Regions from separate parts of the Mus musculus genome. Here regions 2, 3 and 4 are each linked to region 1. A link is a contact called in public promoter capture Hi-C data. All regions are on one chromosome and are shown on one strand. The core of a region is the stretch at or near the end of the contact, and the rest is flanking DNA. Distances in the headings are between cores, read along the strand shown. Region 1 holds the start of Fcna (ficolin A). Region 2 holds the start of Cacfd1 (calcium channel flower domain containing 1). Region 3 holds the start of Med22 (mediator complex subunit 22). Region 4 holds the start of Dipk1b (divergent protein kinase domain 1B).

The links. Promoter capture Hi-C pulls out the DNA fragments that hold promoters and counts their contacts.
Region 2: a promoter capture Hi-C map of liver shows a contact between it and region 1, with 4 times the contacts expected there. The contact joins the promoter of Cacfd1 here to the promoter of Fcna in region 1. A contact is called at or near these places in 2 of 39 promoter capture datasets (hippocampal neurons and liver).
Region 3: a promoter capture Hi-C map of hippocampal neurons shows a contact between it and region 1, with 7 times the contacts expected there. The contact joins the promoter of Med22 here to the promoter of Fcna in region 1. A contact is called at or near these places in 5 of 39 promoter capture datasets (the 3T3-L1 cell line, cranial neural crest, hippocampal neurons and 1 more) and 1 of 115 datasets of contacts at active chromatin or transcription factors (thymic regulatory T cells).
Region 4: a contact with region 1 is called in a promoter capture Hi-C map of liver, with 5 times the contacts expected there. The contact joins the promoter of Dipk1b here to the promoter of Fcna in region 1. A contact is called at or near these places in 2 of 39 promoter capture datasets (hippocampal neurons and liver) and 1 of 484 Hi-C or Micro-C datasets (liver).

What each region holds. Positions count from the first base shown.
Region 1 is chr2:25,625,410-25,631,543 of GRCm38.p6, forward strand. It overlaps Fcna (ficolin A), which reads right to left and starts at 2,565. Exons shown (of 10, transcript NM_007995.3): 1 at 2,340-2,565; 2 at 2,027-2,140; 3 at 1,869-1,922; 4 at 1,558-1,593; 5 at 1,232-1,267; 6 at 847-882; 7 at 603-730; 8 at 25-154. The coding sequence starts at 2,427. Fcnaos (a long non-coding RNA gene) reads left to right here. Exons shown (of 8, transcript XR_003954003.1): 6 at 3,545-3,702; 7 at 5,264-5,373; 8 at 5,786-6,134.
Region 2 is chr2:27,006,330-27,012,463 of GRCm38.p6, forward strand. Cacfd1 (calcium channel flower domain containing 1) reads left to right here and starts at 3,597. Exons shown (of 6, transcript NM_029862.4): 1 at 3,597-3,776. The coding sequence starts at 3,659. It overlaps Adamts13 (a disintegrin-like and metallopeptidase (reprolysin type) with thrombospondin type 1 motif, 13), which reads left to right. Exons shown (of 29, transcript NM_001001322.2): 27 at 293-469; 28 at 2,204-2,388; 29 at 2,927-3,296. The coding sequence ends at 3,118.
Region 3 is chr2:26,908,031-26,914,164 of GRCm38.p6, forward strand. It overlaps Med22 (mediator complex subunit 22), which reads right to left and starts at 2,612. Exons shown (of 4, transcript NM_001033908.1): 1 at 2,263-2,612; 2 at 963-1,043; 3 at 63-271. The coding sequence starts at 2,385. It overlaps Rpl7a (ribosomal protein L7A), which reads left to right and starts at 2,777. Exons shown (of 8, transcript NM_013721.3): 1 at 2,777-2,800; 2 at 2,976-3,096; 3 at 3,392-3,541; 4 at 3,989-4,129; 5 at 4,336-4,415; 6 at 4,641-4,771; 7 at 4,958-5,027; 8 at 5,135-5,281. The coding sequence starts at 2,798. The coding sequence ends at 5,239. It overlaps Gm23969 (a small nucleolar RNA gene), which reads left to right and starts at 3,231; the gene lies at 3,231-3,304. It overlaps Surf1 (surfeit gene 1), which reads right to left. Exons shown (of 9, transcript NM_013677.2): 7 at 5,883-6,045; 8 at 5,547-5,628; 9 at 5,348-5,475. The coding sequence ends at 5,406. It also overlaps LOC115489587, LOC115489586 and LOC115489588.
Region 4 is chr2:26,626,124-26,632,257 of GRCm38.p6, forward strand. It overlaps Dipk1b (divergent protein kinase domain 1B), which reads left to right and starts at 2,334. Exons shown (of 5, transcript NM_019833.3): 1 at 2,334-2,576. The coding sequence starts at 2,514.

The DNA of each region.
Region 1 (6,134 bases), core at 1,315-3,814:
ATGGCCAAGAGACTGCTTCCTCACCATTGGCTGTGAGCAGGTGCAGGTAGTCATTACCCAACCAGAACTCCGTGCCCAGGTTGCCAAAGCCTCTTTTATAGGAGTCCCAGTCTCGGAAGAAATCGATAGACCCGTCCACTCGTCGTTGAAAAACCTGTGGCGTGGGGCAGGGGAGCATGTGGGTATCAGGTTCCTAAGAGCAGGAACCCGAGGGATATGTCTAGGTCCAGGGCTTTGGTTGGTTATTTGGTTTTTGTTGGTTTGTTTTGTTTTTCTCACTCTTATAAAGAACCTCATGAGTGAGGAATAGTTTTCAGGGGCAGGGAGTACAGGGGACTGAGAAGGTAACTGATAGATGATAGTGGCCCAGGGCTGACATGTTTTGATGCATCTGTTATGACTGGGGTCCTGTCGCCCACTTAACTCACTTCACAGAGTTCTAGATCTGGTCCACCAGTGCTTGGGTCTCGCTGGAGGGTGAAGCACCACATTATTTTTTTTTTTTCCCCCTGGTTGCTCTGCTCTCTCCCTGACTTCAGCTCTCCAGAGTGTGGCCGCTGTGTGCAAACCTCTTATGCCCCACACTGAGCCTCCTCACTCACGGTCCAGCCCCCACCGTCCACATCCATGTCACAGAGCACAGTCAGTGGCCGGCAGTCAGGAAGATGGATGGTGTACCAGCCAGTCAGGAAGATGCCCCGTGTCAGCAAGTCTTTGCAGCTCCGGGGTCCTGTACCATGGGGAAGTGGGCAGGGTTGGCCTGTATCTGGGGTATACTCCCTGGGTGGGGTCCTGCTGTATTCTTGAGAGCAGGAAGTAGGAGGGGCCAGCTGAGAGGTCACTTACCTCTCTGGCACAGGGTGTCTCCCAGCTCCTTTTCACCTGGGCAGAGTCATGAGTGTTATTTTCTTCCTTGGTCCCTTCCCATCACATATAACTCCCCTAGACTCCATATTCTACTTGGCATACATGGTGCCGTACCCTCCTGCTAAAGAGCCCAGCACACCCATCCTGGCTGGCCCCATTAGGCTCCTTTGTGTTTGGCTGCTGTTATGCATTGTCCTGTCTGTGACTATACCCAGAGTTGGGATAGGTCAGGGTGCTGGCTGGGAGGCTGGCTGGGCCCACAGATGCTTCATGCTACTTCAGCCCCCGAAGCTCACTCTTCTTCACTCACAACCAGAGGGTAAAGACACTGGAAACGTTAGAAGAGACTATGGGATGTACTTACCCAGAGATGGCGCAGCTCCTGTATCGCCTTTCTCCCCTGGAGGAATACAGCATACTAGCCTTGTCCCAGAGCTGGAATCCTGCCACATCCTCTCCTGTACCCCTCCCAGCTTCCAGCCTCTCCCCTAGTCTGTGAGCCCCCAACATTCTGATATGCATAATGATCCGGGGAGACTTTGGGGACCCCTGAAGTAGTGCTTCTGGGAACACCCACCTTTCTTTGTATTCAAGACTCCCCTTAAGCCAACAAGACCCTAATCCCATATTGCTCCATGTGGAGCTGTCCTTCCTGGTCCCTTCCTAAGGAGACTTGTTTACTAGGCTCACCTTTAACTCCCGGGGGCCCCATGGTTCCTGGCTCTCCTGTAGACAGAAGGGGCATTCTTACAGTGCTGGTTCTTTTTCACTTCAGTGTGTGTGTGTGTGTGTGTGTGTGTGTGTGTGTGTATCCACCTATGTGTCCATCCATGCGAGCAGAACTTGTAGGAGAGAGATCTGAATGCCCAGCCTGTAGGAAGGGGGCAGGCATGCATCTGGACATAGGGGAGGATGGTGTGTGGGCTCAGGTGCTACTGGCACCACTCTCAAGACCTGTCTGGATCTTAGGCAGATAGACCCATGTGAGAATTCCCTCTTACCTTTGCTGCCGGCAGGTCCCATCTTTCCTGGGCTGCCCTGAAAGCCCCGTTCTCCTGTAAACACAAGGACTAAACTGGATCTCATCTCCTAGGTAGGATTGGAGGGAGCTGGGCCAAGGGGAGGCTAAGGGGAATCCCTCTCCCATCCAGATTGCTACCTCTTCCAGCAGGGCTTCCAGGCTCCCCTTTGGGCCCAGGTGGGCCAGGAAAGCCAGGGCAACTTTGGATGACAACCACCTTGTCCTGGGCCCCCAGACCTACGACCTTAACATCTGCATAGAAAAAAAAAAAAGAGGGGTGGCTTTGGAGCAGCATTGAAAACCACAGCTCTCCGTACCCACTAGCATTCATGCAGCCTGTCTCTGGATGTGTTTTCAGGCTGCCCTTCTAAAATGTCCCATCTCCTGCTGCCACATGTGCAGGCATATGCAGGTATGTGTGTGCCCACACTTCTGAGCAGACCCCTCTCACCTGGACAGGCACCTCTCTCCTGACCCAGGGCCTGGGAGGGACAGAGACAGAGCAGTCCTGAAAAGGCCCACAGCGTAGGCCACTGCATTGCTCTGGGTACAGCAGCCACTCCTTGACTCCCTGGCTCTGGACGGAGGCTGAGGCACTGATGAACGAAGTGAAGACCCTCACTGCCTGGATTCCTCACGGCTCAGCTTTTTCTCCTGAGAAGGAGTGCAAGTTAAAACCAGGCACACTTCCTGTGTGTCACCAGATGGCCAGCGCCACACCCAGCAGTTCCCTGTAGCACATGAGTACAGTACTCACACACTCAGCACACTTTCCCAGTCAGCACTGGGGATTCGGGGCATGAGGACACCACCTCCTTCTCTTCCTTCTCCACCTTCCTCTTCCTCCTCTACCTTCCTCTTCTGCTTCTCTCCAAAGAATAGATTCCCAAAGAACTAGCTCAGAAAGGCAAGGCTGGCCAAAGGCGCCTACTGAGCTCCCAGAGCCAAATGCTGAACCTCTCAGCCTCCCATCCATGGATAGCAGACAGAAGAAGCCTTCCTGAGAGAGTGTGAGGCACTGGCTGGGCCATGAAAGAGCTGAGCCTGGCCCTCCAAGCCAGCAGAACCCTCGTTCTCACTACCCTGCCTACATCCTTTTTTTTTTTTTTTTTAGATTTATTTATTTTATGTATATGAGTGCTCTATTTGCATGTACACCTGGATGCCAGAAGAGGGCATCAGATCCCATTACAGATGATTGTGAGCCACCACATGGTTTCTGGATATTGAACTCAGGACCTCTGGAAGAGCAGGCAGTGCTCTTAACCTCTGAGCCATCTCTCCAGTCCTGCCCTGTATACCTTAATACCTACCTACTGCAAAGTCTGGCATCGGCCTGGCTAGGGTTTATAGTGAGCAGGGAATCCATAGGGACCTGAGTGCCTGCAGGCCAGACTAGGCCAGCTATGCTCCCCCATTCCTTCCCCAGCACGCCTCCAGGCTGCTGACCTCCCTCTGTCCCTCCAGGCCGCTGACCTCCCTCTGTCCCTCCAGGCTGCTGACCTCCCTCTGTCCCTCCAGGCCACTGACCTCCCTCTGTCCCTCCAGGTCGCTGACCTCCCTCTGTCCCTCCAGGCTGCTGACCTCCCTCTGTCCCTCTAGGCTGCTGACCTCCCTCTGTCCCTCCAGGCTGCTGACCTCCCTCTGTCCCTCCAGGCTGCTGACCTCCCTCTGTCCTCACTGGCACCAGTTCCTACAGGAAGTGCTCTTTCCTGCCCCAGGCCTGAACCCTGAGGTTCATCGGAGTAGCCAGCTCTCTAACAGCAATGGCTTCCCCCATCTCCAACTGCAGCAAGCTGAGCACAGCCCAGGCGGTAGGTGTTTTAAAAATAACAAGTCTAGGGATGTAAATGAATAAAATAATTCATTAAAAAATGTTAAACCTAAAAGAGTCTAACTTTTCCAGCGTTATCCCCTTTCAGCCAACTTTACACCTGCATCATTTTTTTTTTAGATTTTATTTTTATTTCTGTTTAAAGATTATTACTTTATGCGTAATGGGTGTTTTGCCTGCACATATGTCTGTGTACTAACTGCATGCCTAGTGTCCATGGAGGCCAGAAGAGGGTGTTGCATCCCTTAGAGCTGGAGTTTACAGGATGGTTGTGAGCCTCTATGAGGGGGCTGGCAATTGAATCCTGGTCCTCTGGAGGAGCAGCCAGTGCTCAGCTGCTAAGCCATCACTCCTGCCTCTCGATTTTATTTGTGTGTGTGTGTGTGTGTGTGTGTGTGTGTGTGCATGTACACATACATGTGTGCAGGTGCCCGATGAGGCCAGAATAGAGTGGCTTCCTGGAGTGGGGATGTCAGGCAGTCCTGAGCCACCTGACTTGAGAGCTGGGACCTCTGCAAAAGCAGTATTGATGAGCTGTCTCTTCAACCCTGCCAATCACTTTCTTTTTCCTTGGTTTTGGTTTTTTGGAGACAGGGTTTTTCTGTGTAGCCTTGGCTGACCTGAAACTAGAGAGATTCACCTGCCTCTGGCTCCTGAGCACTGAGATCAAAGGTGTGCACCACCGCCTAGCTGATGATTAATAAGTGATTAATAATAATCACTTTTCTACACTGTGCAGTTGAATTATTTTAGGTTTTTTTTTTTCTCCTTAATTTCTAAATTTGGATAGGAATGGTGTCATATGCTTCTAATCCTGAAACTGGGGATGCAGAGGTAGGAAAATCTCTACTATTTTAAGGCTAGCCTGGTAGACATAGTGAGTTTCAAGTCAGTCAGGGCTAAATAGTAAGACTCCATGTAAGCCCCCTTCTTTTTTGAACTGGGTGTGAGGTGTAGCTCAGTGGTAGGATGCTAACATGAAGCACTGGCTTTGTTCCCCACTACTTCTAAAATAAGACAAAAACAAAATAAAAACTTCACTGGGAACTTATGAGGAGAAATTCCTTCCCACTTGAGTTCTATCTATTCCATTTAATGTGGTTATAAGATCACTGTGGTGTATTTTTCTGTAGTTGATAATTCTGTGTGCGCACATGCATGTGAAGGGCAGAGGTCAGCCTTGGGTGCTGTTTCTGCTCACATTGTCAATTATTTATTTGTTTGTTTGTTTTTTTAAGGCAGGGCTTCACTGTGTAGCCTGGCTGTCCCAGAACTACCTATGTAGACCAGGCTGGCCTTGAAGTTCTGCTTGCTTTTGCCTCCAAGTGCTGGGATTAAAGATGTGTGTCACATGCTCAACATCTGTCTACCTTTAAAATAAAGTTTACTATTGTCTGTCTGTCTGTCCCTATGTGGGCTGTGATATTGCTTGTGAGGGTGCAGGGATGTGCCTGTCACTATTCATGTATGGTCAGAGAGCAACTTTTGGGACTCGTTTATTGCCTTGTACTTTGTTGAAGCAAGGTCTTTTGTTTCTGCAGTGTTGTATGCAGCAGGCGGCTTATATTGCAGCAGCTTCTGGCTGAGTCTCCAGTTCCCAACTCCCTGCAGAGGCACGGGGACTCATGCACAACTGCTTCTGGTTTTCTATGTGAGTGAGGTTCTGGGGGTTAAACTCAGGCCACCTCACCTGCTGAATTGACTGGGTTTTTGTTTTTTTGGTTTTATTTTATTTTTTGTTTTTGCTTTGTTTTTGTTTTTGAGAGTGGTGGGTGGTGGGGTAGAGGGCTCTAGAGCCTGCCAAGTAGACCAGACTGGTTGGCCATCGAGGTCAGGGATCTACCTGTCTCTGCTCCTCCAGGGCCAGGGATACAAGCATTCATTACTTTTCTAGTTTGTGAGTGTGCAGGCCTGATACCCACGTCTTCCTCAGTTGTCCACTATCTTATTTTTCTGGGGGGGGGGTGTTCTTATATACATTTCCTCAACATGTATATTAAGATCTTAGGATATAAGCCTATTGGTATGCAAGAATATTTATCTTACCTTATATTTTGAGACAGATTCTCTCAGGGAATCTGAAGTATTGGCTACAGACCCAGGCTTGCCTGCCACTTCAAGGTGCAGAGTGGTGAGTGCCACTACAAAGAATAACTATGTGATGGAGAGGTGAGTGTTGAGGCCCCTCTGCCCAGCATAGCTGTAGCCATTTTGTTCCATACCCCCCAGCTATTTCATAATGTTGCTGTAATCTGCCCGCCAGTCATTGACACAGAAAAGTAATTTGACTGAGAGCAAGGTCAAGATGACCACATACCCTTATATGTTTTGTATGTACTGAGGTTTGTTAATCTTAAGACATTCCAGAACCACAAGCTACACTTTAGGACCCATCAAATTAAAGGTCAATAC
Region 2 (6,134 bases), core at 2,347-4,846, 1.4 Mb after region 1:
CTGCAGTCATGTGGGCAACTGCTGAGCTGGGGCTCTGGCACACAACTCCAGTGTACCCCACTTCTGGCAGGATGCCCCTGCTACACTCCTACTTCTCATGACTGGAGTGTGGCGATATCCATTTCTAAGATAGAGAACTGGGGGGGATGAGAGCTCTGGTGACGTGCCTCCTACTTTGTCACATTAGCCAGTAAGAGGGAGAGTGGTAATTGGAACTCAGCCCTGAGCAGCTGCTGCCAACGTGAAGTGTGGAGCGGGGGGTTGCTGTTTCCTCACTGCCTGCCCTTCCTAGGGGAGCAACTGCTGCTCTGGGGTAGGTTCACATGGAGGAAGACATGCAGGAAGATGCCTGGCATGACTTTCAGCACCAAAACCAACACAGTGGTGGTGAAGCAGCATCGTGTGCTGCCAGGGGGTGGAGTGCTGCTACGGTACTGGAGTCAACCTGCCCCGGGGACCTTCTACAAAGGTATGTCAGGTGCCTGGGCCTCCCTCCCTTCTCACTTTGTGGGTGTGCCTATGTTGCTATGGACAGGGCAGGAGAGAGCTGGTCCCAGTGGAAACTGGGAGCAGGCAATGTCTTCCACATGGTCAGAATGGAGTTCCTCTGTGGCCATGAACCAGATGGGTTGTAGATACGGTCCCTGTACTTGTCCCATTCCTCAGGCCACTCACTGCCTCATACCCTTGACCCTGGACCTCAGTTCTTTCAAGGTCCTCTCAGGCTTGTAAGCCGCTTTTCCTCAGCCTTCTTCTTGTGACTTGTATGTGTATGCTAGCACCCACAGGGAAGATGCTTACACTATATATTCCCCAGAGAGAGAACATCTCGTGGATTCCTGCTTGTCTTAGTCAGGGTTTCTATTCCTGCACAAACATCATGACCATGAAGCAAATTGGGGAGGAAAAGGTTTATTCAGCTTACACATCCACTTTGCTGTTGATCACCAAAGGATGTCAGGACTGGAACTCAAGCAGGTCAGAAAGCAGGAGCTGATGCAGAGGCCATGGAGGAATGTTCTTTACTGGCTTGCTTCCCCTGGCTTGCTCAGCCTGCTCTCTTATAGAACCCAAGACTACCAGCCCAGAGATGGCACCACCCACAAGGGGCCCTCCCACCTTGATCACTAATTAAGAAAATGCCTTGCAGCGGGATCTCATGGAGGCATTTCCCCAACTGAAGCTCCTTTCTCTGTGATAACTCCAGCTGTGTCAAGTTGACACAAAACCAGCCGTACACTGCTTTACCCAGAATCCAAACAGTATCAGCCCTCTTGATCACCTCAGGGTTTTGATGTAAAAACAAGATGATTGAAGATGTCTTACCTCGACAACTCCAGACATTTTTGCATGGCCCAGGTCTCACGTGAAAAACACTACAACTGGGGTGTTGCCTCTGCAAAGGAGAGGCTTCATGTTATCACCCTTTCCCCTGCCACCTCCAGCCATGAGCTGTGTTGGCAGCAAGGTCCCATCCGGGAGCCCACTGGCTTCCTCCTCCTTCCTTCTCACTTCTCACATGCAGACGATCTGCCTCGAAAGAGAGGCTTAGGTGCAGCGGGGTTCCCACTGATGACGTCACTGGACAGCACAGTCAAACTCAACTTCTTAGCCAGTTCAGCGTTTTAAGTACTGTGTAGCCCAGTTTATTGACTTCTCTTTTAAGGTGCCCAGCCCAAAGCATGCCACTGTTGCCTTCTCCCCACAGAGGGCACCAACACCTCTCAGTCCCTTTAAATATTAGGAATTACGATGTACATGTGTGGGCATGCACATGGCACGATGTGGGTGTGGCGGACAGAGGGCAACTCCACCACGGAGCCAATTTTCTTCTTTTATCTTTACACGGGTTCTTGGGATTGAACTCAGGCAATCAGGCTTGTGTGGCAAGAACCAAAAGCTTTTCCGCCCTCGTCGAAGTTAGGGTGTGTGTTTGTGGGGACGGGGCTGAGGGTCAGTGATAGAGGTTCTTTCCTGCCATGGGGATCCTAGGAATCAGACTTAAGTTGTCTGCCTTGTACAAAACACTTCTGCTGAGCCACCACTGCCTGCCCCTTTCAGATCACTGCCTGAAGCTAGTCTATTAGAAGTGGACAGAGTAAAGGCCCACCAGAGGGACGGGAGAGGCAGTCAGGGAACCCCCTGGTGTCAGTAGTCTCCCTGAGGTGGCCCTCACCCAGCCTATCATTGTTCTTGCCTGCAGAATGTGACAGGCAGCTCTTTGGACCTCGGGGTGAAATTGTGAGTCCCTCACTGAGCCCAGACGGGAGGAAGGCAGGGACCTGCAGGGTCTTCATCAGTGTGGCTCCACAGGCCCGCATTGCCATCCGCGCCCTGGCCAGTGATATGGGCACTGCTTCTGAGGGGACCAATGCCAACTATGTCTCGGTGAGGCCACGAGGATGGGGACAAAAAGGGGGTAATCTTTTGATACGATTCTGGAGAGCTGTCTCTAGGAAGGAGGGAGGGAGTGTTGGCATTAGGGAACACTTTTAGCTTATTTTTCATCCAAAACTTCAAAATTATTGGAAAGAATGGGAAGGAGGGTTTCTGCCACTCACTCACTCACCAGGGAATGCTTGTGGCTCTACCCACAAGAAGGAAGAGAGAAGGCCTTCCCTGGGAGTCCATTGCCTGTTGACCCAGCGTGGAAGCATCGTGTTTGTGTCTGGTGTTTTGTTTGTTTTCAGAAGAGCATAGGTAGGGTTGCGATTCAGTATGCTCTACAAGGCACCAGAGCACCTCAGACTTAGTCTTGAGCAGGATCCTAGCTCTTGTACCTGGTTGTGTGTTCTGGGGAGTTTCTTGGGTAGAACCGAGTGTCCCTCATGTGGGCTCCTTTAAGAAACAAAAATGACTCTGAGTAGCCAGGAGTTTATAAATAATGATCACTCATGGCCTGTTCTGGCTACTTGCTTCTCCACAGATCAGGGACATCCACAGTCTGAGGACCACAACATTTTGGGGGCAGCAGGTGCTCTACTGGGAGTCCGAAGGCAGCGAGGCTGAACTGGAGTTTAGCCCTGGCTTCCTGGAGGCACATGCCAGTCTCCAGGGCGAGTATTGGACCATCTCACCTAGGACATCGGAACAGGACGACAGCCTGGCTCTGTCCTAGGTTTCTCTCCAACAGCCGGGGAGTATGCAACTTTAGCCTCTTTAGAAGTTCTAATGCCTGCTAGCCTTAGGGAACCTCTTTTAGTGACCTTTTCCAGGTGCAGAAGGGCTGGGACTGGGAGGTGGAGATCAGAAAAACAGTCCCAGCCCCCAGTGGTTAATAAAGGATACAGGATACCAGACTGGAGTTTTCCTCCCATAACCTGCCGCCCATTACAAGCCTAGCTCGAAAGCTCATTCTACTGCAAGGCGGAGTTCCTTGGAGGTCTGAACAAGGCCTTTGCCACTTCTGGATGACGTCTTCCAATCTTGCAAAGAGGAAAGGCCAGACCGGATCCAGCGCACCTGCTGGGTGGCAAAGGGCGTCTGACAGTCTGTAAACACGCCCCTTATGCTATACTCCATTTCCTCCCGCCCTCCCCCCGCCCCCCGGCTATGGCCTGCGGGCCCGCCCCTATGCTAATCACCACCTCTCCCACAAGGCCGCGCGCGGGTGGACACGTCTCTTTGTGCGCGCCTGGGGCTGCGCGCAGCGTTTAGCATGAGCGGCTCGGGCGCCGCCGGAGCGGCCGCGGGCCCAGCCCCGCCGGCACAGGAAGAGGGCATGACTTGGTGGTACCGCTGGCTGTGCCGCCTGGCGGGAGTGCTAGGAGCGGTGTGTGAGTATCGGGTCCAGGGAGCGGGCGTCCCCGGGGTTGCCATGGCTCCCGGCCTCAGGCCTGCAGTCCACCGCCGGAACTCGATGGCTTACTGCCCAGTTGTTGCGGCCCTGATCAGAGGAAATGAGACTCACAGAGGACGCGCGTCTGCCCCTTCCCGGCCCTGCCTCGGCCTGGTGATGCTTACCTGGGCTGGGGTGGGACTGCCAAGTTCCCAGCCTTTGGACAAAACTTGTTCATAAATGGGGGGCAGCTCTCCACAGGCTGGGAAGTTTGCTTGGGGGTCAGATGGTGCCAGGAGAAGAGTGGCCCCTCAGGGTGGCTGGGCAGTGATCGGAGTTCTCCTCGGGTTCCTACTGTCCACACTCTCCTAATGCTTCTCGTCGGCCTAGTATCCTCCACACCAGCAAGCTTTCTCTGCTCTTGTAAAGAGGAAGGCAGGTCCGCCTCTTCAGTGCAGCTATGTTGCTGGCCTTCCAAACAGTGTGTTTGCTAAATCCTGGGTGTCCCTTTCATTGTGAATTCCTAGAAGTCCAGGTGAGTGCTGGGAAGGCCCGAGGATCCATTGCCTACCTGGTACCAGAGCAGGAACTGTGTGGGTAGGGGAAGACTCATCCGTTTTCCTGTCTGGAGGAATACCTTGGAGCCCCATCTGTCCAGACGATCTTGCTAGTCAGATGGATAGGGTAGAGTTAGGTATGTGCTGCCCTGGTAAGGCAGCTCTGGAAGAAGTCTGCTGAGGTTGATCAAATCCTCTTCAGTGCAGTTAGCTAGTTCAAGGTGGTATTAAGGGGTGAGGGACAAGGAAGGGCCTGACCATGACCTGTAGGCGGCTATCCTCCCTCCGTCATGGTGATTCAGTCAGTGACCAGGTGATTTCTAGATTAGATTGACTTTGGAAATCCCACCCAGTCCCATACTTCCTGTGGGTACCTGTGCTACTCCCGAAGGCCTCCCTAATCCTCCTGCCGAGCCAAGCTATCAGTGAAACCTTACTGGAGACCTGTGGCCGTAGCTTAAATTGTTCCCTGAACCTGATCATTGGGATCAGGGGGGTGGACATCAAGGTTTTGAATACTGGCATATCATAGGAGGGAAGGATATCGTGTATTTGCTTTAAAAACTCAATAGGGGTTTGGCAGGAGCTATGGCTTAGCCGGTCACTTTGACATAGGGCTATCCTCTCTTGGAATGGAGGATATTCTAAGGGGCTTATTATTTATTGGAGGGATTTATTCTGGTCCCAAAGACCTCTGTAGACAGAGGAAGAAAGGATTATAGGGACATCTCCTTTATATGGAAGACATGAGCATTATTAGCACCCCAAGTGAGTGGATGTATTTGAGTCCTTGGTTGTCAAAGGACTCCTGTTCGTCTGAGTTGCGACCTGGTCCTCCCAAAGGTGGCTCTGTAGGACAGCATGGTGGAGTAGCTCTGTAGATGGAATGCTGAGGACAGGAGTGCAGGCCTTTCAGGTGAGACCAGGCCTAGCTCCACACAGGCAGGGGGCCGACAGTCTTTCACTTCTGTGGCCCTGGAAGCTTTGCTGCGTGAATGAGTGCTGCGTTGAGTTCTTTATTAGAGGAGACTTTGTGACATAGAAGCTGTGCCACTCATTTGGTCCATTCTCCTGCATCAGTTCCCATTTGGATAATGTAACACAGGAAAGTGGAAAATGGTGGAATTCCAGGCCCAGTGGAGGGATCCGGTGACCCAGGCCTGCTGCAAGTTTAATAAGTTGGTGCTAATTGCAGCCTCAGAGGGCCAACACTCTGCCCTCCCTTAGCTTGTGTCCTGCCAGAATGGGCAGCTCTCAGCAATGTCCTCAGAGGCTCCCAGAGTTCCTGGTGAGGGACTTCTTGGTGAAGCCTGGGTGGCTGGGGCAGACTGTAACCTGAAGGTGCAGTCAGAGGGGAGGGGCCTCGCTGGGCTTCCACACTGGAGAAGAGCACACACACTGTCCCCTCTTGGTGTCCTGCTATTCAGGTATTGGGGCACAACCTGCTCATGTGTAGGAGAGAAAAATGAATTAGGAAAGCAACATGTTCAGGGTCACGTGGCTAATGTTTTAGATGGGATTGTCATTTGAATCTTCCCTGGTGTATCATAAGAGGCATCCCTGTCCTGACCCAAATTCAAGATGTGGCCAGACGTAGTGAAACATGCTTGGAAGTCCCCAGGAGGCTGAGAGAGAGAGAGCAAGATAGTTTGAGGTCAGCTTGAGCTATAGAGCAGGACTCTGCCTCAAAGGAAAACCAAACCAAACACCCTCACCAAGCAAGCATAAAGAACAACCCCAAATAAGTCGGAGTGGCCTTTACCAAGTTAGAAGACATTTTTGAGTAGTTTACCTGGTGG
Region 3 (6,134 bases), core at 1,362-3,861, 1.3 Mb after region 1:
GCCCTAGCTGGTCTGGGCAGGCAGCAGGCAGCACCTGCATGGCAGTCCAGCCCTATTTGTACCTGGACGAGTAGTACTCCTCCTCCAGCTCATATAGGTCAATGGAGACCTCGTCCCGCAGGGTGATGAGCTTGCGGTCACACTCCTCCTGCAGGGCTCGAAGCTGCTGGTTACGCTGGTCGATGGCTTCATTCACAGACGGGAAGTCGTTGAGGATCAGAAACTGCTTGAGATCGGATACCAGCTTCATCAGTGACTCACCAGCTCGAACCTGCACCATCGTAATCAGGGTAAAATATAAAAGGAGGCAGACACAGTGGCCCTGCTCTGTGTACGTGCTGCTGAGCCAGCAGTGCATCCTGGAAGTCTGGTTTACGTTCTGCAAAGAAAAACACTGCCCTGTACAGAGGTATCTGTGAGGACAGAGGCACAGCCAGGGAGGCAAAATCAGTACCCTCCGTGACCAAGTGGGCTAAGTTTGCTCACTTAAAGGAGTTTTCCTTTCCCAACCACACCACTCACACCATGTACACATCCTGCGTATTCCACTCAGAGCCAACAGAAAACCATGCCGACTTTCCTCCTGACTCCTCCTTTCCCAGATACGGCACAACTGCAGGTTGGGCAGTCGCAGGCATCTGTGCCCCACACCGCTGCCGATACCCACTGCACAGACACTGCCTACTGGGCTTTCTCTGCAAGATCAAGAGGCTCACATTTCACACAGGACTCATTCCACCATTTCCTTTTCCATTCGCAAGCAGCCTTGGGAAACCTTCATGTCAACAGGAACAGCTGCCCTCCCTCTCATCACCACCACAGAACGGACAAGGCCCTCCTCCCAGTGCCTATGAGGGCAATCCCCAAGACAGGCTCTGCCCACCCCATTGCTCCCTTGTTTTCCTCTGCTACTCTGGACTCTACCTACAACCCCTCCATGGTGTCTTCCATCCCACACTCACGATGTTGGCTGCTCGAACGTGCATCTCATAATTGTCCTGTTCGCCCTGAGTAGCCCGAGACACCTGCGTCTCATCCTCAATCTGAGGGCAAATAAGAAAAGCCTAGAATCAACACAGGGAGCAGCCACCTGGCTTAGCTGCCACCGCCGCCGCCGCCGCCGCCACCCGCCTTCATGTCTTTACCATAGCCTGTCAGGCCTTCCCGCAGATCCAGAGCCTACTTCCTGTCTAGACAACTGGCAATGTCTCCAACCCCTTCTTGTTCTCTGGGTGACGATAGGTTACTTCATGTCAAAAGGACACTGCCCAGTCTTTGTGACAGTTTATAAGAAATAAAGGGCTAGAGAGATGGTACATTCAGTTCGATTCCCAGCAACCACAAGGTGGGTCACAACCAGCTGCCATAGGATCTGATGCCCTCCCTCTTCTGTCTGATGTTCTCTTCTGTCTTGCAGGTATAGATGCAAATAGAGTCCTCATATACATTAAATAAATCAATCTTTTAAAAAGACATTGACTTATTTAATGTATATGAGTTCACTGTTGCTGTCTTCAGACACACCAGAAGAGGGCATCAGATCTCATTACAGATGGTTGTGAGCCACCATGTGGTTGTTGGGAATTGAGCTCAGGACCTCTAGAAGGGCAGTCAGTACTCTTAACTGAGCCATTTCTCCAGTCCTTAAATAAATAAATCTTAAAAAGAAAGAAAAGATGTTCAATAAAGGATTAAAAAGACAAACTTTCTGATCTCTGAGTTTAAGCTTACAGGTGGACCAGCTGGAGCCTAACACAGACCTCAGTGGGCTTGAGGCTTCTCAGAAATTATTTAAATAGAACAGCATTTCTCAACCTGTGGATTGCCTTTCACAGGGGCTGCCTAAGACCATCGGAAAACACTGGCATTTACGACTCAAAGGGTAACAACAGTTCTGTAGTTGCAACAAAAATAATTTTATGGCTGGAGGTCACCACAACATGAGGGTTGTGGTGTTTAAGGGTTAAACTCACCAGTCATCACAAGAATCTATGGCAAGGGTAAACCTCAGCCCAGGTGGCTAGTGCTCAGTAACTAACGTAGAGCCCTGGCAAACGGGCCAGAGTTCTCCTCTCTGCTCTGTGCTTGTCACTATTTGGCTCTTCTATTTATCTGCTGTCCCATTACTTTTAACGCCTCTTCACTCCTACCCGCACCGGTCAGGTGAGTCACATTCCCTCTGCTTTCCTCACCCCTGTACCCAGGCCCCAGGGAAAACCAGTCCCAGCCTTCTCCAATGGCTTCGGAACAGCTACCACACACCTTGGCGGTCTTGATGATCTCGGTGAAGTTGTCCATGATGGACTTGATGTCGTCTTTGAGCCGCTTGTTGTATGACTGCAGCAGCGTCTCCTTGCTCTGGGGAAGGGCTCTCTGCTGGGCCATGGCGGGCCCTGGACGAGAACCAGTCTGGTCCGGCCCGAACCGAGTACTGAGGGCTGGGGACCGGGATTTCCGATACAACAGCTCCGTCCACGAACACACGCCCGGCAGCAGGCCCTTACGGCGAGGGAACAAAGCACCCGCACGCTCCTTCCCGCGGCTTCCGTTCACTCCTGGCGCCTCCCGCCGCCTCTCGGAGCCTGCGGTCCGGTGCCAGGGCCCGCCCGCCTGGACGAACGCGCAGCCGCGGCCCGACACGCCCCCGCTCAGGCTCCGCCCCTCTGTCAGAGTCCGAAGTGGGTCCTTGTCGCTTTAAATCCGAAATCCCGCGAGGGCGCCTGCTCTCGCGATATCTGCGGCCACTTACTTATCCCCCACAATTCCCTCTTCTTTCTTTCTCCAGCAGCCGAGCAAGATGGTGAGTGTCTCTGGGCCCCCGCGCTATCCGCCTCCATCCGCCGCCCGTCGCCCGTCAGCGGCGTTCTCCGCCGTCCCTGTCTCCTCGGGGTCCCTCGCGGAAAGGGAGCCACAGCGACCGACTCACAGGCAATGACTCCGCTGCCCGATGGCACGGGTTTCTCTCTTCCGTACAGCCCAAAGGGAAGAAGGCCAAGGGGAAGAAGGTGGCCCCGGCCCCCGCCGTCGTCAAGAAGCAGGAGGCCAAGAAGGTGGTCAACCCTCTGTTCGAGAAGAGGCCCAAGAACTTCGGCATTGGTAAGGAGTGGCGTCGGCGTGTCACAAGGGCAAGGCGCCTTGACGGGCAATGGACTGAATGAGAGCCGGGCACCGTCCCGAGCAGCCGCCACTGCGCATGCTCGGCTGGTGTGAGAAGGGGAATGGTGGTCGTGTGCAGATGATGTGACAGAATATTTGCTATCAGATGAGTGGTGATGACACTAGAACCACCAAGATCGCTGATGCACCGACGCCCTCCTGCCCTGGGTACTGCCTCGGCTGCAGGCCGGCCCGAGGAGAGGCCTCGGTCACAGTGTCCCTCTTAACTTCCCAGGACAGGACATCCAGCCCAAAAGAGATTTAACGCGCTTCGTCAAATGGCCCCGCTACATCAGACTGCAGCGGCAAAGAGCTATCCTCTACAAGCGGCTCAAAGTCCCTCCTGCCATTAACCAGTTCACCCAGGCCCTGGACAGGCAGACAGGTGAGGTTCCGGGCCCCAGAGCCAGAAACTGGCCCCGAGTTTGCCCTTACTGCAGTGCATGGCCACACTAATACAGCTATGAAGAGAGAGGTGGAAGGGGGTCCCCAGTCCCTCCACCTGGAATGGGCGGGATTTGGTGAGGAAGCAGTTGAGGAAGGATCCCCGTGTTGACCTCCTGCCGTCTCATCAGTGTACCACAATAGGGTGGTTTTGTTGGGGGATCAGGGTCTCTAGTTGTGGAGCTCAGCATTGCTGCCTGTTTCATGAGTGCTGGTATTAATGGCATGAGCCACAGCCATTCAGGGCTAGGAGGTCAGACACAACTTTTCAATGCCAGGTTAAGTGACAGGTTAGAATTGGGCCTGGGCGTGAGATTGCTGGCCAAGTAATAGCCCCAGCGCCTTTAAAGGGATTCAGGCTTAGAGTCCAATTGAATGTGTTTTCCAGCTACTCAGCTGCTTAAGCTTGCCCACAAGTACAGGCCAGAGACAAAGCAAGAGAAGAAGCAAAGGCTACTGGCCCGTGCTGAGAAGAAAGCTGCTGGCAAAGGCGACGTCCCAACTAAGAGACCACCTGTCCTCCGAGCAGGTCAGTGCTTCCCTGCCCGTCCCCCCCACCCCCCAAAGGGAGGATGGTAAGGCAGGCTGTGCAGTGATGTGTGAATTTCTTCACCTGAAAATATTGTGAAGAGTAAATCGAGCTTTTTAACCCTGAGTCGCAGCTTAGTGGAGCTGCATTTTTGTGACTGCAGCAGCCGGAGCACACAGGCAAAGTGGTTGTGTTGTATGTTCCAGGAGTCAATACAGTCACCACCTTGGTGGAGAACAAGAAGGCTCAGCTGGTGGTGATTGCCCATGACGTAGACCCCATTGAGGTAGGTGTGAGGTTCTGTGTGGCTTCTGGAAGGTTGGGATCTCTTGCTGGGTTTGAAGAGCTGGGGAAAAGATTGGTGTGGCTCTTGCAATGATGTCAATCTTTGACTGAAGTGACCTTGAAGTGCAATTACTGAGCTTTTTAACCCTGAGCAATTGCCACAAAGTATCTGTGCAGCTAGCTGTTGCTTCTGCCAAAACAACCTACAGCTCATGTTTGCTTCTAGCTGGTGGTTTTCCTACCTGCTCTGTGTCGAAAGATGGGGGTGCCCTACTGCATCATCAAGGGAAAGGCCAGGCTGGGGCACCTGGTCCACAGGAAGACATGCACCACCGTTGCCTTCACACAGGTTAACTCGTGAGTATTTATGCGCCCACACCTTACCCTCACAGCTTTGGACCATTTGCCAGTGATGCTTAGGAATTTCTTCACCTGAATCAACTATGTGGTCACACTGTTGTCTGAGGCAAAAAGGCAGGGAGGGAAGGGTTTATTACTCCTGCTTCTTAAACAGTAACGAGACCTTCCTCATTGCCTTTCCAGGGAAGACAAGGGTGCTCTGGCTAAGCTGGTGGAAGCTATTAGGACCAATTATAATGACAGATATGACGAGGTGAGTATATAGGCCACAGGCTTAATTTTGATTGATACATAAAATATTGGTCTATGCCTTAAAGTGTAAGGGGGACAGGCTAACGACTACTGCTTCTGTCATTTCAGATCCGTCGCCACTGGGGAGGCAACGTCCTGGGTCCTAAGTCTGTGGCTCGAATTGCCAAGCTGGAAAAAGCAAAGGCTAAAGAACTCGCCACTAAATTGGGTTAAATGTACACTAAATTTTCTGTACCTAAATATAATTACAAAATTATCTTGACTGCCTTTGGTTATTTGGGTTGGCGCGAGTGTGCCCTGTAAAACGGTTTCAGACTGAGCCATGGTTTTTACATAGCAAGATCTTTATTTTATGGTTGTTGGGAACAGGCTCCTTACTTCACATGATGGGTGTCCGACGTACAAATTTTTGGAACCACAAATATGATGTGGCCGCACACAGTCCGTACCTGTGGTTGAAAGAGATTATAGCCTGTGCGGGGTGGGGTGGGTGGAGGGGGTAGCAGGCAGCAGGACTAACCAGGTAAGGATGTACTGCATGTGCTCATTGCGCAGAGTCACTCTCGTCTGTCCTCCGATGGGCCCGCCGGGGGCTGTGCTGTCTGTGGAGACAGGAGTCAGCTCTGTCAGACCCCTAAGTGCAACCAGAGAAAGTCTGCTGGGCTGTTTTGAGACTTTGTTAATGCAATTAATATTAATTTCTTTGCCTTAGCCTCAGGAAGACTTCAGGCAAAAGGTAGCTACATTCTTCGCCAAAATACCACAAAAACAGTCTCCACACCACATACTAAGATTCTCCTCTAAAACGCTATCCAATAGTGCATGCTCTCCCCAAAGCAGGCTGACCACAACATACGGAAGTCTGCATCAATGAAAATGGGGTCCGCTCCTGTTATCTTGGCCATAGCTTCCAGGTCTCGATAATACCAGTGATTCCTTTCTGGGCTGTTCTCCGGAACAAAGGGCTTCCTGTTTTCTGTGAGCCTCACTATGCCAACTAGGTCTACTTCTCCCAGAACCTACAAGAGAAGGCAGGACTGCTTTTTACGGGAGTCCTGTATGGAGGCAAGGTGACTTAACTATATACATTTCTCGGGCTGAAGAGCCA
Region 4 (6,134 bases), core at 1,084-3,583, 1.0 Mb after region 1:
CTTGATCACCACTTAAAAAACCAACTCTTAGGAGTCAAGAGTTTGTGAGCAGGAGAGAGTTTACCCAAGGACTAGTACCCCGAGACACTGGAGAGCAAAAGAGCCTGGAGAGGTGGCTCAGCAGTTAAGAGCACTTGTTCTTGTAGAGGTTCTAGGTTCAGTTCTTAGTACTCATGTGGCAACTCCAGTTCCAGGAGATCCCATGCTCTCTTCTGACCACTAGGGCACCAGGCACACACGTGGCACACACACTTGTCCTGTTCAGAGGACCTAGGGTCAATTTCCAGCACCCACATGGCAGCTCACAAGTGTCTGTAACTCCAGTTCCTGAGTGTGGCATACACACACACACACACACACACACACACACACACACACACACAAACACATACACATTGATGTGCATACAAATAAATAAATCTTTAAAAAAAACCTTAAAAACAAAAATAAAACAAAATCTTATAAAAAGTAAAGTGGAGAGAGTAAAAACCTGACAGACCTTTGGCTTCCACACACACACATATATGCATACACACACAAACATGTATACACACATGTGTTATAGACCTTACAGATGGCCATTGTACTCCCAGAAGACCAGACTGAAAAATAAAAATAATTACTCATTCCGCAAGTCCGTGACACCAAGCTTCATGTTTTCTCTTATGAAAAGATTTGATTATTTGTGTGTGTGTGTGTGTGTGTGTGTGTGTGTGTGTGTCGGGGAGGGGAGGGGAGTCATGCGTGGGGAATGGAGGTGCATCATGTGTGCACATGGAAGGCAGAGGTGGGTGCTGGGTGCTTTCTTCGATCACTGTCCACCTTTTCCTTTGAGGCAGGGTCTCTTCCTGAACCTCAGGCTGCTTTCTCAGCTAGGCTGTGAACCAGCAAGTCCTAGCAACCATCCTACAACGGCTCCACTCAACCTGTAACCTGGGTTACAGGTGTGCGCAGGATGCTCGATCTGCTACATGGATGCTGAAATTTGAATTTCAATCTTTATGTTTTCACAATAAGTGCTTTCAGCTGCTGAGTCATTTTTTTCAGCCTTCCCGTCACCACACTTAAACTACATTGTTTATCTGACCTGCAAAATCAAGATTGAAGACATAATAAAATAGTCAAACTGCTTAAGCAGCTCGTTTATAATTGGTGCGATAATGAAACAATCCCATGTTTCCCTTCTTTTTTCTCCTTCCTTCTTTTCTCCCTCCCTCCTTCCCTCCCTCTCTCCTTTCTTTCCTTTCTTCTTTCCTCTCTTCCTCCCTCCTTCCATCCCTTTCTTCCAGCCTCTCTCCCTTCCTTCCTTCTTTCCTTCCTTGAGGCAGGGTCTCCCTTTGGGCTTCTGGCTAGTCTGGAATTTGAAACATAGGCCAGGCTGGTCTTTCTGCTTCTGCTTCTTGGTTTCTGGGACACAGACTTGATGCTATTTTCCATTTGTTTTGTGACCTGCTCCTGGCTCTAGTTCTCTTCAGCCTTTCTAGCTTATAAATCCAAACCCTTCAGCTGGGCTCATGGGACTCTCGCTCCACTTTTATGAAGAGAAGGTTGGCCTGGTTCACTAATTGCGAAGCAATTAACATCCTTAAACTAAAGCTGTCTTTTATCATTTTGCAAGGCATATATATATGGACAGCACTGGGGCACAGGGGAAGGCGTATTCCCTGGGAATGCATATGACATCGCTATAGAACCCCTAAGAAAGGTGTGGGTGAGGATTGAGGGCAGCTGATGCGCATGGTGGACGGTGCATTCTGGCCATTGTCTGCTAAGTTCAATAAGCCTCTAACTAAGGTCAGCTGCTGCTTTCCTAATCACCCTAAATGGGAGTCACAGGAGAGGGGCGTGTCTGTCCATGGGCAGAAATCAGAAGAAACTGGTTCTCAGGAGTAGTTGCTGACCGCGTGGGCTGTGGGTCCTTCCCTATGCCCCGGTGCAACAAGGGCTGAAGACTCTCGGTGCCAGAGGTGGTGGCCTCAGGACTGACTAGCCTCACCTGCATACTGGGGAGGGATGGGGGCAGATCCATCAACGTCTTTTACCCTTGAAAAGGTGGAAGAAATGCGCAAGCGCAGGCGGGGACCTTACAGGTCCTCAGCGCCAGCCTGCCCCGGTGTTTCATGCTCACACAGGGTTGCCGTAGCGGGTCCCGGAGCTCTCGGGAGGTTGGGGGTGGGGGGGTGGGGGGTGGCGTAGGTCCCCAGCGGGAGAGCTAGACTAGCCGCGGGGCCGCGCGCCAGTCCTCCCACGCGCGTGCACGCCCCTTCCGTTTGTCTCCACACGCGCGCGCACGCCCCTCTGTCCATCTTCCCGCGCGTGCACGCCCCTCCTCCAGGCCGTCTCCCCGCGCGTGCGTCGCGGTCCTTGCTCAGAAAGGCACGCGCCTTGCCTTTAACGCGAGCCGAGGACGAGCGGCCCGCATGGAGAGCGAGCGGCGGCCGCTGCGGGCCTGGCCGGGCTGGGGCTGAGGCCGAGCCAGCCGCGGGGTTCCGCAGCCGGGGCCGGAGCCCATCATGCGGCGGCTGCGGCGCTTGGTGCACCTAGTGCTCCTCTGCCCCTTCTCCAAGGGCCTGCAGGTAAGCCGCAGCCGGCCAGGTGCTACCACACGGGGAGGGGCAGGGCGTGGGATGGCGAGGGTCGATGGGTGCACGCGGGTGCACCGGAGTCCTTTCTAACCTTCGCAACTTAAAAAAAAAATTCTGGAATAGCAAACTTGGCCAGCCCCTGGCCAGTTCTTGAGACAGCTGGAAACAGGGGCTGTGGTGACCTTGGGCCAGTGGAGGGCCAGCTCCTGTCTGCAGAAGAGGCCCCTCCCCTCATGCTTTGAGGTGATGGAGTCAGGCCTCTGGGCTCCAGCCGCTGGTTGCCACGGTCCTTAGAGCCTACAGGAAGGAGCCAGCCCTCACCAGTCTAGCCAAGGTCTCTCTGAAGGGCCGTCCTGAGGATGCTGGAGGATGCCTTTGTCCTGGGGCCTGGCCTCCCTTAGACTGTTTTACATAAAGGATGAGGACTGAAGCCTGTTGGATGCAGAGCTCTTCCAGGCCCAGATGCCCTTGTCTGCCCTCTTCCAGAGGCAGTAGCTTGTGCTGTGATCCATGCTCAGGCCTAGGTTGGGTTCGTGACCTGAGGTGTATGGGGGACCCTTCTTGTGCCAGGAGATGGGGTGTACCCATACCCCTAGCCCTGAAGCTAGGCCCTGACTCAGCAATGTGTGGACCCAGGAGTGGCAGGAGAGGGGTTTGGGCCAGTTCCCAGTGGGGCTGGTTCAGAGAGAGCCACTGGCTGAGCCCTTCCTGCCCCAAGCCTCAGTTTCCTGCGTGGGAAACACTAGGGCACCTGCCACCTGGCCCGGGTTTCCTGGGCAGGGAGTTTGCTGTGCAGTTACTATCCCTGTAATGACCTTCCCACCTTCCATGTGACTTTTCTGGAGCTGGACTGTTCAGCCTCGAAAATTATGGGCCCAGGGCTTGCCAACTTGTTCCCCACTGAGTGGCAGAAATCTGTGCGAGCTTTTGAGTACCACTGTGGTGAGTCCCGCCCCGGGGTGAGCAAAGACTCAGGGATCCTGGAGAAGAGCTGCGTCAGACAGAGGCCAGGTAAACCATCAAAGCTTAGCCAAGGTAGTCTAGGGGAGCCACCTGTGCCAAGGTGGCTTGGGAGGGCCTGCCTGGAGTGGTCTCTGACCTGCAGGTTTCTAGCGGCTTCTAGTTCTACATCACTTGGGCCAGCCTGGGCCAGCCGCTGTCCTGGCCCTGGCCCTGGCCCTTTGCTCTAGGTGTGGCTGAGTCCTTTGATCTGGCCTCACAGCCAGTGTCCCTGCAATTTCTCAGTCTTCCTGTTTTAATTTTGGACAAATCTGAAAGAAACAGCTGAGTGCCAGAGCCATGAGTGTCCCAGGAGAAGTCCCCAGAGCCATGCCCCGGAATAGGGACCATCTCCTAGAACTTTCTGGAAGAATGTTCTAGAAGAAGGGCTAAGCATCATTCCTGTGGTAGAGGTTCCTTATGTTCTGGCTCGGAGGCAACTAGGGTAAACTTGAGCTCAGCATGACTCCCAAATCCAAAAGTGGGGTGCTAGCTGGTTTCATTCTCAGACTTTCTGGCCGCGGGTAGACAGGAGGCCACAGGAAATTCTTGACATCAGTAGAGTCCCCCCTGTAGGGTTGCCGTGTTGGTTATTCAGGCCACTTAAGAGGCCGGGAAAGCTTTTCCTGTGATGGACTTCCTTTGTAAACTTTGTAAACCCTCAAGGTAGGAAAGTGGCCAGGTGCCTGCCTAAGGAGTCCTCCCTGTCATAACTGATTTCAGCCTCTGTCACAAAGGTCATGTTCATCCCCTCAACAGGACCCTCCCTATATTATGGTAATTTTAGGTGAAAAGTGTGAACAAAAACTTGCAATGCCAGAACAAGAAAGCTCACCAATTAACCCCTGAGCTCCCAAGCTCAGGCCCTGAAATCCCACCACTCCTCACCCTGGAAATCTTCATTCTAGAAAGCTTCCTGCCCCCTCCAAGAACCACTATATAAGATAAGCATTATGCTTTGTCCAATTCCCGGCTATCTGCTCTCTCCCGGGAGCATGGCAGCCACTCCTGGATTTGTCCCTCTTCTCCCTGGACTCTCCAATAAATCTTTTCTTTTATAAGATTTACTGCCTGGTGTGGGCTCTCTCATTGGAAGACGACAAGAAGCAATAAAGAGAGGAGAGGAAGAGAAGGAGTGGGGCTGAGGCCCTGGGGATCGGCTCCCTTGGGAGCCACGGTGCCTCTGCTGCGGAGGCTTCCTCTCAGAGCTGTGTGCTTTCTGGGCTTCTGAGTCCCAGAACACCCTCCCACCTGAGCAGAAAGGCCAGCATGCTGCCGTACAGGTCTGGCCTTCCCCGTCCCTGCTGCCTGTTCTCTATGGCTGATGCCTCCTTGCCCTTACCTTGAGCTTGGGACGTCTAGCCCCATGTGGGACGGGCTCTTTGGAAGTCCAGTCTGTTCCCTGCAGGGACTGCCATTTTCCAGGCTGGGCAGTGGGGAGGGAGGTGGCATCTAGCTGTCTCTGACTGTCAATTTTGGACACTGCTTGGAGTACTTAGTGGAGGCCAGTGTCCTTAGCACCTAGACCAGAACTTTTCCTACTGCCAGCGCTCTTCTTTGCTGTCAGCCGGGAAAATTGAGGCAGGGGGGTGAGGATGGCAGGGTGACCCAAGTGGTAAGATTATAGAAAGGTGTCCACCACACACTCAGCTTGTTTGTTTGAGACAGGGTTTTTCTGTGTAGCCTTGGTTGTCCTGGAACTCACTCTGTAGACCAGGCTGGCCTCGAACTCAAAAAGAGTTGCACCTTCTTCTGCCTCCTGAGTGCTGGGATTAAAGGTGTGGGCCACCACTGCTGGCTTTTGGTTGTTTGTTTTTGTTTTTGTTTTTGTTTTTGTTTTTTGAGACAGGGTTTCTCTGTATAGCCCTGGCTGTCCTGGAACTCACTTTGTAGACCAGGCTGGCTTCGAACTCAGAAGTCCACCTGCCTCTGCCTCCTGAGTGCTGGGATTAAAGGCGTGTGCCATCACGCCCGGCTGTTTTGTTTTTTTGAGGCAGGGTTTCTCTGTGTAGCCCTGCCTGTCCTGGAACTCACTCTGTAGACCAGGCCAGCCTTGAACTTACAGAGATCCTCCTGTCTTTGCCTCCCAAGTACTGGAATCTAAAGGTGTGGGACACCACCACCTGGCACACACAGTTGTGGCCAAATGCACAGCCTGAAATATCCTGTCCTGTCCCTCTCTACTTGTGCATTTGGTGAATTGTGCATTGACAGTGCTGCGGAGCCACTGGCGTGGCCCATCCACAGAAAGCTCACCTTCCCACACTGACTGTTCCCGCAGCCTACGCTGCTCCCGACACTTAACTTCTGTTTGGCTCGATGCGTGTGAGGACTTTGGGGACTTTGTCTGATTGAGTCTCACAGGAGGTATCCTTCTGTGACATCCATGCCGGTGGTGGCAGGTGCCAGATGACTTCCTGCCGAGGCTGAGTGGTGTCTCTCTCTATCTCATTGATGGATTCTGGCGTTCACCATTGCTGTTGTTGATGCTGCTGCTGTGAATGTGGGTGTGTGACCCCATGTCTTTTCACTGCTTCCCAGGGTGCAACA